Regions from separate parts of the Mus musculus genome. Here all the other regions are linked to region 3. Evidence: chromatin contacts called from public Hi-C, HiChIP or PLAC-seq and promoter capture Hi-C data. All regions are on one chromosome and are shown on one strand. Each heading gives the region's core, a stretch centred on a gene start, on an enhancer-like site or on the middle of the called end of the contact. The rest is flanking DNA. Distances are from core to core; before and after follow the strand shown. Region 1 has its middle 27 kb from the start of Gm46502. Region 2 overlaps Oxr1 (oxidation resistance 1). Region 3 holds the start of Oxr1 (oxidation resistance 1). Region 4 overlaps Gm33557 (a long non-coding RNA gene).

Evidence for each region. Promoter capture Hi-C pulls out the DNA fragments that hold promoters and counts their contacts. A called contact is a pair of places that touch in the nucleus more often than the background predicts. HiChIP or PLAC-seq counts read pairs in DNA pulled down with a chosen protein or histone mark.
Region 1: a contact with region 3 is called in an H3K27ac HiChIP or PLAC-seq map of SST interneurons, with 4 times the contacts expected there. The contact joins the enhancer-like site here to the promoter of Oxr1 in region 3. A contact is called at or near these places in 7 of 39 promoter capture datasets (the 3T3-L1 cell line, 3T3-L1-derived adipocytes, Sertoli cells and 2 more), 9 of 484 Hi-C or Micro-C datasets (the AML12 cell line, the N1E-115 cell line, cerebral cortex and 3 more) and 3 of 115 datasets of contacts at active chromatin or transcription factors (SST interneurons and embryonic stem cells).
Region 2: a promoter capture Hi-C map of hippocampal neurons shows a contact between it and region 3, with 2.6 times the contacts expected there. The contact joins the enhancer-like site here to the promoter of Oxr1 in region 3. A contact is called at or near these places in 8 of 39 promoter capture datasets (3T3-L1-derived adipocytes, the HPC-7 cell line, cranial neural crest and 4 more), 6 of 484 Hi-C or Micro-C datasets (cortical neurons, embryonic fibroblasts, embryonic stem cells and 2 more), 14 of 115 datasets of contacts at active chromatin or transcription factors (SST interneurons, bone marrow-derived dendritic cells, bone marrow-derived macrophages and 5 more) and 5 of 9 other capture datasets (adipose tissue, embryonic stem cells, liver and 2 more).
Region 4: a contact with region 3 is called in a Hi-C map of the N1E-115 cell line, with 2.9 times the contacts expected there. The contact joins the enhancer-like site here to the promoter of Oxr1 in region 3. A contact is called at or near these places in 1 of 39 promoter capture datasets (macrophages), 1 of 484 Hi-C or Micro-C datasets (the N1E-115 cell line) and 1 of 115 datasets of contacts at active chromatin or transcription factors (pancreatic cancer cells).

What each region holds. Positions count from the first base shown.
Region 1 is chr15:41,199,749-41,202,448 of GRCm38.p6, reverse strand. No RefSeq gene overlaps it. Among named protein-coding and RNA genes, the nearest start is that of Gm46502, 27 kb to the right of the region's middle. Within about 2 kb of position 1,393, at least 2 of the 459 cell types and tissues checked have an H3K27ac peak or open chromatin away from gene starts, as enhancers often do. A contact at or near this core is called in SST interneurons, where this site is marked.
Region 2 is chr15:41,676,374-41,679,073 of GRCm38.p6, reverse strand. The region is part of intron 3 of Oxr1 (oxidation resistance 1); the gene reads right to left. Among named protein-coding and RNA genes, the nearest start is that of Abra, 190 kb to the left of the region's middle. Within about 2 kb of position 1,338, at least 16 of the 459 cell types and tissues checked have an H3K27ac peak or open chromatin away from gene starts, as enhancers often do. A contact at or near this core is called in SST interneurons, cortical neurons and hippocampal neurons, where this site is marked.
Region 3 is chr15:41,446,108-41,448,807 of GRCm38.p6, reverse strand. It overlaps Oxr1 (oxidation resistance 1), which reads right to left and starts at 1,326. Exons shown (of 17, transcript NM_001130166.1): 1 at 1,219-1,326.
Region 4 is chr15:41,285,691-41,288,390 of GRCm38.p6, reverse strand. All of the region lies in intron 3 of Gm33557 (a long non-coding RNA gene), which reads left to right. Among named protein-coding and RNA genes, the nearest start is that of Gm33557, 13 kb to the left of the region's middle. Within about 2 kb of position 1,375, at least 22 of the 459 cell types and tissues checked have an H3K27ac peak or open chromatin away from gene starts, as enhancers often do. A contact at or near this core is called in the N1E-115 cell line and pancreatic cancer cells, where this site is marked.

The DNA.
Region 1 (2,700 bases), core at 144-2,643, 250 kb after region 3:
GATATGTTTAACTAACAGACACATCAACCACAGTCATTAAAGAGAGACATGTTCTGAACTCATACCCAAGCATTGATCATGGGGAAAACTGTCATGAATAAAGACTAAGTACTAGATCATCTTTGAGAATATACTATGTTCTGGTGTCTAAGATAATCTTGTATAGTACCATGACATATCTAAGATATTACCTATATCTGTATCTCTGGGTTTTAAAATATCAGTTACCTAAGAATTTAACAATTATTAATCTTATTTAGGGATGAAGTGAGTGAGACATAAATATGTTTGCTCTATGCCAGATAACTAATGTCAGTCAGCGAGTATAATTTGTCTGGTATCAAAGCTTAATCATTACCCAGTCTTACAGACCGAGACAACATTTAAGGGCCATACAAATGATGTTTCAGCAACATAAAAGCCCTGCCATTATTACCACACGTACACATCTCTCATATTCAGTCTTTTGTCCCCTTTCTCTGGACTTGGCGGAATGATTCAACCCAGCTTTGCTACATTTGAAACTCCAACCAGATTACCTCATTCTTGCAAACTCTAGTCCACTTTAGTGTTGTCTGCTTCACTACAAACATGCACTCTCTGTCCCTATATACACATCTACTACAACATTCACTGTAAGTCACTACAGCTATATTTTTACATTTTAGTCTCCTTCATTAGAGCATGAGCAATACACTAAACACTGTCGATCAATAATGTACCCTTACTCTTGGCTGAGGTGTATAGCCCACACTTAGTAAGGAGGAATTGAAGTGAAATCCAGCCAGGCAATTAGTCAGATTTCTCTGCACTCCACATTTAAGGTAGATTACATTAAGTAATTAAAAAGATGAATAGAAATCAAGACTAAAAATTTGACCAACCAATATGAACTTTAGGAGGGTATAATAACAATAACACTGCGACTTCATTTTAATCAAGAGAGGTTCCAAGAATAAATTTGTAGAATTTGACTGATGAATTAACTGCATACTATTGCACTATAATAATTCTGTGTGTGTGTGTGTGTGTGTGTGTGTGTGTAACTATTATAATGTAGTCAAGATCCAGGAGAACAGAAAAACTATTTTTGTATGATTACATGAGAAATCTGTTATACTTACCTATTTGAGAATTTCACTTATGAGATTAGGTAATTTTTAATAGCATAGCGTCATAATGGACATATTAAGGTAGCTCAATCTGAATCTTGTTTTTATATAACTAAGGAGCAACATTTTCTGTAACTGAAGCTAGCTGAAATGATTTCTATTTTTAAACTTAATTTACTTGCAGTCAAAGCAATTTAGCTTCATGTACGTAGGACTTACAGCATGCTTACTGGCAGCTCCTTAGAGGAGCTGGATATGCCGGTTAGCTGTTTGTCAACGTGGCACCATCTAGAGTCATCTGATGGCAGAACCTCAACCGAAAAAGTCCTTCCATTATATTGGCCTGGAGACAAGCCTGCAAGACACGGTTGTGGTTAACAACTGATGTGGGACTAGGAAGCCAGGAGAAGCAAGCCAGGAAGCAGTGTTCACTGACAGCCTCTGCTTCAGTTCCTGCCTCGAGTTCCTGCTCTGATTTTTCTTTAAGGACGGGTGGTGATACTGGTGATATGGAAGTGGAAGGAGAAATACATCCTTTACTCTCTAAGTTGCTTTTGGCCATGGTGTTTTACTATGGAAATAGAAATCTAACTAAGCACCAGATAAGATCACTAGCAACATAACCTATATTTCATGTGCTACAATACTAAAATACATCCACATAGACATCTCCAGTCCTTTTACAATATAATTAAAGAAACTAATTTAGAATACAAAAGATAAATATATCTCCTAGTTGAGTTATTAACAGGAAAAATATGAAAACTGTTGGATTTAAATGTCAATGATACTCAAAGGTTTCCTTCTTCTGTTTTGAGATCTGAAATGTAAATTTTGTTTCATAGTGGAATTTTTTTAAAAAATATCCTCTTAACCTTGAATTTATGAAATTAGTTTAAGTTTACAACTGCACTACTACATCCAAAAATTCATAGTGGATAACATCTATGTATTTTTAAATGATAATTGAGAATGTGCTTTTGTTAAATAAAATATTCCCACCTGTTCAACTAGCAGACTATTTTTCATGCACAAGAAGCAGAGTTTGGTTCAAGTAGGAGTGTTAAAATAATGGGCCCTGCTTAACAGGAAATTATGTACTCCTGAAGAGAGCACAGATCGGATCAGAGCCCGTGAGGGCACAAGAGCTAAGATTACAAGTTACATGAGTTGAATTTCTTCACCTAAATATAGCAATCATGAGTCTAAGAGATAAAAAGTCATAGAGTTGAATATTGTACCTTTGTGCAAATATGATGCACAATTAATCATTTTATGTACAATTAATTATTTTATGTATACTAATTGATTTATACAAAGTGTATAACTAGACATCGTCTATTACATCATCTATTAGCACCCCTAGTTCAATATTATTACTCCTCAGGTTATATTTTCTGAGAACTCTAATTGACAGAACATCCTCAGCATCCCTAGAATTTATATAGTTAGGTTCTTTTTATTTAACACCTTCTTCTCTCATGACATTTAATGCGGCTACACATGAGTCTAACACAGTGGCTGTGTCACGCCTGCATTTCTGTTATAAACACTTTATATTACAGATGAGAACTGTTTCATAACGATT
Region 2 (2,700 bases), core at 89-2,588, 230 kb before region 3:
ATATAGAAAGAAGTGTTGGCAAGGGCATGCAAATTTGGAATTCTGGCGTATCACTACTGGTATATACAATGTATATATACAGTAGTCTATACAGTGGTACAGTGAGAAGTATGGTGGCTCTTCAAAACCTTAAGGCATCACCAAGAAAACTGAAAGGTGACACAGTTATTTTCTTAACTGTATTATACTGATAACAGCATTCTTTAAATAGCCTGAAGGAAGAAGCAGTCAAATTGTCCATCAAGAGATTAGTACAAATTCAGTATGCTATAGGGTATTGGTCATCAATCTTTCTAATTCTGTGGCCCTTTAATATAGTTTCTTATGTTGTGGTGAACCCCAAACATAAAATTATTTTTTGTGGCTGTTCCATATCTGTAATTTTGCTACTGTTATTAACTGTGATATAAATATCTGTGGTTCCTGATGTTCTTAGGTGACTCCCTGTGAAGGAATTGTTCAACCCCAAAGAGGTTATAAACCACAGGTTAAGAGCTACTGCTATGTGGCTATGGTATTGAAATTTAGAAGGAAGGCTCTTCCAGGCTAGTGAACTGCTCAGTGGGAATAGACACTTGCTGCTAAGCATGACCTGAGTTTGGTCCCTGAAACTCGCATGGTGGGCAAGAACTGACTCCTGTAAGTCACCATCTGACCCCAACACATGCTTCAAGGCACACATGCATGTATGTACAGATACACACACACACACACACACACACACACATGCACACTAAATAAATAAATAAATAAATAAATAAATTCAATAAAATAATTTTAAAAAGAAATTATTATCTCTATGGAAGTGTCCAATAAAAACAGGTCTACTGCATTTTTTAAAGAAAATATTTCATTCATAATTTTATATAGAAATGGTTGGATTAATATCAGTTTGGATATCGTGCACTAAACAAAGTGGGTTGTTAACTAAAAGTCCTTAGACAGACTTGCTCCTGTGGTAAATTTTAAAGTTACACTTCTTTTCTTTATATTTATATAGAGACATGAAGAAAAACACATTTGCAGGGCTGTATGTCAATCAAATGTAATCCGACATCCTAAGGTAAACAGCGTCTCTTTTGCTCAGTGACTTCTCACTGGTAGTAGGTCCACAAGTTTAATTGATTCCAATAGGAACAATTCAGATACACCTAAAGGAACATTTGAATAACTAGTGTTATTCTTTGATGTTCTAAAACTTACACTAATGGAAAATCTTGAAACATTCTTGCCTGCTTCCCCCCTTTACCAGGATGATGCTTGTTAACAGAATGCTCATAAAGGCAAAGGACTGCGGAAGGCTGGGCACACGCATGCGCGGTTGCTAGGGAACTTGCTTTCCATTTGTGTGCTGCGCAGATCTCTTTCTCCTTGGATTCGTGTTTTGTTAAGACTATCATCCTGTGAATCATTCAGAAGAAGATTTTCTTCTTTGCCCCAGTTACGAAGCAGGATAAGAATGAACGTGCAAATATTTAGAATGTTAATTCTGTCAACATTGCTTAAGCCAGTGCCAATGAGATTATCTACAATAACACATACAACTATCCAGCGTGCTCTCTCAAGCATGGCACAGTGCAGGCTTCACTGAATGTATACAAAATGACCTAGAGGTTTTAGAGGCACCAACTCCATATTTTTTCTAAATTCTCCTGTAAGTAAAGCTTGCCTTTAGATTCCACCATGGAAAGGTACTCGAAAGGCCTTTGAAAGCAGACCACGGGAAACCACTGCTTTCCTCCTTTAATGATAAAGGCCTAACGGGCGCAGAGATCAGACCTTTGCAGGGCTCCCTGAAATCGGTACCAATTTTCCTCATCAGTGCCATGGAGGCCTAGAACCCCTGCCAGGAGCTCCTACTTATTCTGGCACTTCCTGGTCTTTGAAAAGCAGCATCAGTTTTCCCTACCCTCCATCACCAGCCCTTTTATAGCTCTGCAGGCATATAACTACTTGTCTGAAGTTTCTTCTTGCTTAAATTCTTAAAGTTACATTTTGCTTTCTTAAGGGAGTCATGGTCAAGGTAGAATCAACTCACCATTAAACACCCACCGGGAGGCAGTCACTTACTGCCATTAAAAGCTAGTTCCATGGTCTAAAAATGACAGTAGCTGTTCATTATGCTTTAAACATATAATCTCTACAGAATCCTTTCCTTTTCTTGGGTATGTGGCTATTTGTAGTTTAATATTAATGCGGTCTCCCAGACCAGTTTGCACTAGAGGGTCCGCACTACAAGTAGCTTCTGGGAACCCGACCCAAGTTGATTCTGATCGGTAAATAAAGATAGCAGCAGCCAATAGCTGGGGAGGACAGACAGAGGCTGGAGTTTAGGATTTCCTGGACTTAGGATCAGGAGGAGAGGAAGAAGGAGATCCACCATGCTTTGGGAGATTGTAGAAAGAGGAGAGACTCAGCGGCTACCATGGGGTAGAGAAGCAAGGTGGGCACCCTGGGCTCTGAGCCGAGAAAGCATGGCCCAGAGGGGTCCAGAGCGACCAAGATGGAACATAGAAACTAGTGAGTATTAACTCAAAATTATCGGCAGGAGCAAGATTCTAGCAGCATAGAGCCTAGGTAATCAACCAGCTGTTGTGCTGCTTAAGGTATATTAAAATGTAAAGACTGTGTTTTTTATTCGGGAACATCAACCATTGAGGCAGGAAGCAACTCCATGCCAACCATAATTAATAATTAATA
Region 3 (2,700 bases), core at 77-2,576:
CGTCCAGAGTCCTGATCTCCCAGTCGTGGAGACAGACTGCACAGCTCGGAGGACCCCTGGCCTGCACCACGCACCTGCAAAGCGCATGCATGTACACCCCCTGCTGCGTGTTGCACGCTGCAGACTTCTACCTTACTAACCAGCCCAAAACACAAATTCCCCCTCCCCATAGGAGACTAGGGATCCCCTTGGCCTAGAACACACACCACTCCCCCTCTGTGTAACGCACAAACCCAGCCCCACATTGCTTAAAAGGAACCCGGATACACAATCCGGTAAGCGAAAGCACTGGTGGCTCCCCTTAAGTGACTACCTTCCTCCCTGCTTCATCTCTGTCCAGGATCCTAGGAGCCTCCAAACCAGATAGGAGATGGAAGAGGAACCTCAGAGAAGTACCTCTAAACCTCTACCATGGGACTTGACTCACGGAAGCCTCCAACCCTATGCACAGGTTTGCAACTCCCCTTCCTCCCTATCCTAGGCATGAATCTACCCCACTCCCTGCTCACATTCCCCCATATCCCTCATCACCTTTCCAGCCCTCCCTTCCAGGCCACTTTCTAAACCCGCTGGTTCTCACAACGTGTTGCCTCACACACTCCCTCCGGAGGCTTGAATTAAATCTGCCTCTTTCCATCATATCTACCTAAGCTTGTTCTGATTCCCCGAATTAACCAAGTTCACCCGCCCATCAGGCGCCCACTGACCCTTCCACTGGCGTCCTTTACTCTCCTACAAATCCGCTTTTCACACGCCCCACTTTCCATCTATCTCCCCTTCTGTCATCCTGGTTCAGGACACACCGCCCTTCTATTTTGCTCTCTGACCCTCTGTCAGTCCTAGGGACACCACTTTCCCTTTTTGGCTGTTCCCAGGCAGGTCCCTGCTCTCCAAACCTTCCCTTCCCCATCGGGCACTAGCCGGCTCCTGGCCTGCCGGGTCCGCTCCCTCATCCGCGGTCCTTCTTCCTTCCAGAGTGACCCACACCTGAACCCTGAGCCAGTCCTACCCTCCGGGGTCTGCTCATTATAGCTTTTGCTAGAGCATCCTTGTAAGCAGGAGCTCTCTACCTGCCCAGCGGTTGGGAGAAGCGCGGGACTCCGGAGGCAGAAGGCTGCCCGCTCTCCGGGTGTCCAGGCGCTCTTCCCGCTCGCCATCCCCAGCTCCCCCAGCGCCTAGCCCTCGCCCCGGCGGCGCCCAGCAGCCGCACAAACTTACTTGCGGGTCGGCGGGAGGGGGCTGCGGCGAGCGGTGCGAGCCCCGTAGCGGCGAGTGCGCCCCTCTCGGTGGGGCCGGGCGGCGCTGGCACTGCGCTCCCGCGGCCGCGCGCGGACTGCGCTCAGCCTGACGCAGCCCAGCTCTGCCCCCACCGCCGTCGCCGCCGCCGGGGCCGCGGAGCGCTTGCAGACTTGCTCAGTTTCCGGACCTGCCCGCGTGGAAGCTACCAAGAGCCATCCGCGGCGGGGGAGGCGGCGCCGAGCTGCAGAGCGACGGCCACGAGCTGGAGGCGACCACGCCGGCGGCTCCGGGAAAAGGGGGGGCGAAGCCCTGCTAAAAATAGCTCCTGCGGAAGGAAGCTACCGGCTGCCAGCGCACCCCCTTTCCGCGCGTCCCCGCAGCGAACTCTCGGGCTCCGGGAGCTGGCGTCCTCCTGGACCCCTGCCCTGGGAAACCGTGCCCCAAGAACAGACACCTGCCAGGGTAGCCAGAGCAGAGTCCCAACTCCAGGCTGCGGGGTATGGCACCCCTTCCCGTCCCCGGTCCCCAGAGCTGCCCAGCAGCCCTAGCCTCAGGGCCTTAGACAGAGACATCGAGAAGATACTGGTCTGAAATTATGGGAAAGCTCCTCTGCTACTGACTTACCAAGAGGAAGAAAAAAGTTTTCAGGGTTATTCTGGTGGAATTGGAACGAGAAATCAAGGAAGGCGGGCAAAATACAAAGATCTGGCCAAAGGGTGAAGGTATGGGGCTGTGGGTTGAAAGGGGCTCTGGAAAGATCTCCTTAAATACAAGAGTAGGCTGGGCTTCTCCCCGACTTCTATTTCCGCAGGATTTTACATAATTAGTTGACACTCAGCCTGACCTTGGAGGCACTGTTCCTGTTGCCTGAACTGTAATTTACTTTCCCTGCCTGCTGCCTTCTACTTCCACCGCTCCCACCTTTCCAACTCTGCCTGGGAAATTATGAGAGAGGAGTAGGGGTAGGGGCCAAAGTACAACTAGGTAGACTGGACCTCGGCCCTTTCTTGAAGGAAGTCGGTCCCTTTGCCAAGATGAGACTGCATCAATCCGACCAGCAAATCAGCCCAAAGGCCTCTCAAAACCTGGTAGTGAGTGGGTTCTCACTATTAATCTCCAGGATACCCCACCTCAATTGCTGACAACTAGTGTTATCTCTTCTCTCCTTTGAAAGTGAAACGTCCATCAGTCTGTAAAACGAAAGCCAAGAGGAAAGGGGAGGAGGAAATATTTATACTGAAAAGGAAAAGAAATGAATTTGAGAAAAGCATAGTGATGTACATGCATTTCGTAATGAAACCCATTATTTTTTACCCTGAAAAAATCAATAAAGATTTCAATTATAAGAATGAGATGTTCACATATTTCCTGGGTCAAGTTATAGTTTTAGCTTTTTCTCTGGAAGTCACCAAATTAGATTCATCAGTTAAGAATTCATTGCTTTTATTTGACAGAAGAGGA
Region 4 (2,700 bases), core at 126-2,625, 160 kb after region 3:
CCCAATCGATTACTTCAAGTGTTTGTGCTGTAGATAAATGTGATTTCTTCTGGAGACTCTGAAGAACTGTGCTTAATTATTCATCCTGAAATTTAATTTCAGGGTTTATAATCATCTAACTGTTTAAGATGGAATTTGTCACTGAAACATTTTGAGAGGGTATACGGAATTACTTAACATCTACTCACCTCACTTCAAGTTTGGTTTAAAATTGGATGTGTTTCATAATTTTGCAGTAGCAATCACACAAGGGCATATACTCTAACCTCCTACATGTTTTCTGCTAATTTGGTTGATTTAGGTCAATTTGTATCATTAGTTAGAAAGGATATTACAGAATGAGGGAGACAGATATAAGGTTTTTCTTTCCTCCCAAAGGTCCACCACCATAGAAACATAATTAACTTCCTCTCAACCATTCCCCAAGAAGCTGAGAAAAGTATTTGCTGTCAAATTAAGCCAAAGTCATGAGTATAGGAAGACATTAACTGCTTTTTTTAAATATAAAGAAAAAACTGTTTCTTTTTAATCTTAGTCTTTAAAGAGGCAAATAGTTGTGTGGTAGTTTGAGTGAGAATGGCCCTTCTAGACTCACATATTGAAATGCTTGGTCCCTAATTGGTGGTGGTGGTGGGGGGGGCTTTTTGAGATGGATCAGGAGGTGTGGCCATATTGGAGGCAGTGTGACCTTGTTGAGGAGGTATGTCATTAGTGGTGGGCTTTGAGGTTTAGAAAACCCAGGCCTCGGGGTTGGGGATTTAGCTCAGTGGTAGAGCACTTGCCCAGCAAGCACAAGGCCTTGGGTTCAGTCCTCAGCTCTGAAAAATAAAAAAGACAAAAATAACAAAAAGACCAAAAAACAAGGTAACTGAAAACCCACACCATTGATGTAACTGAGAGTGGTGGTTGCTGTCTAAACCAGTTACTCCCAGGCTCTTAGAGAAGTGGCACACAGATTATAAGGCACTAAGGAATCTTTACTTAAAAGCAAAATGATAGAATGGGTCAGAAATAACTTGCAGGTGAGCAGAGAAGTACTGAGTGTGAAAGGAATCCTGAGGTCTAGTTATTGCTTGAAATTTCCTTTCATGGAGTTCAGGAGAATGGGAGGTTTGGTTGGAAGGAGACATAGAGAGGGTGACTGTCTGTTTAGATTGATAAGCTTGCATTATTTAAGTTTATCTGTACTGCCCATGTCCTTTCCTAAAAACGCTTCTGATGTTAATTATATGTATATCTGATTATGCATAAGATAGTAAATATAGTTCCCCAAAAGTCAAAAAGTTCAAACAGATGACAAAAGTTGTCTTGCTGCTCATACTCACCAAATCAGCCCAGGCTGGACTGACTCATCGTCCTGGAATGTGTTTCCAGATGGGTGTGAACAGGAAAAGGGTATGGGTGTGAATGGGAAAAGGGTAACTGTTGGTTCGCCAGGGGAAGGAATCCATGCCACTGTTTGAAGTTGGTATACGTACAGCATCATGGAAGTGGGAGTCTAAGATTGCTAGGTGCATTGTTAGAGAGTGGTGCGTGCAGAGCCCAAGCAAAGTAGAATCCTAGGCCACTAGGCCCTTCCTTATGCTTTCCATCTCAGGAATGCCCTAGACATAGAAAACTGAGCAGAAATCCATCCCATGGAATTTAAAAGGAAAGGAAGTTTGTGACATTGAACAGAGTCCTCTTATACAGCCACTGGTGCATACACAAATGGCAGGTTCTCTGGGAGTCATGGGATGGGGTGTACTGTGTGAGGGTTGTCTTTGTATTATCCAATTATTAATTTGCTAGCTAAGTACTAAATTGTTAATTCTGGGCTGAGTACTGGCAGACTTTGCTATTGTTTACTTATGACTCTGCACCTGCACCATATCCTGTAAACATTCTTCATCCCTCAGCCTCTGATTGGTTTAATAGAGATATAAACAGCCAATAGCTGGGCAGGAAAGGGAAAGTGGGACTTCTGGTCTGAGAGAGGATCTCTGAGAGAAGAATGAGGCAGGAGAAAATTTGTCAGCAGGACAAGAGGTCAGATGTACCTGGAGTGAGAGAGGTACCGGACCATGTAGTGGGATGGGGACTAGAATAGTGGTGTTAATTAAGTTAGAGAACCTAGCTGGGAGGCAGCCTAAGCTAAGGCATAAGCTATCATAAAATTAGTAAGTCTCTGTGTGTCATTTTTCACCTGCTGGCTGGTCCAAAAAATTCTGGCAAGTCTTTTTTAAACTTGACTGTCGTCTATTGGCCAGCTACATAGTTTAGGAAGACCACCTAAACAGAAGAGATACAGTGATATTCATTATCTGATAGATGGTAGTTCAGTGGATGACATAGTTTTGTTATTTAACAGAAACCATAAGCATTTTGCCCCATTGGATATTCTCTAATCCATTTTCTCCACAGCAGTGGGACTGAGCTCAAAAAACAGATCGATTTACATTTTAATTTAAATACAGTCCACATTTATTTCCTGTGCTGAGGATCTCTGCATGGTCCAGAATCCTGCCTAGCTCTGTGACAGGCCACATGCTGTTCTGTCTTGCTTTTACTGGCATCTGGGCTTTGCTTTGAGAAGAACCAGTTATTCATCCCATCTTTAGCCTTTCCAAACAGTACTGAGAAAGCTTTAAAAGTTCCTATGCTTCCTCATCATGCAGATGACTCCTCTTCCGGCCTCCCAGGCAGCTTATCTGACGTGTT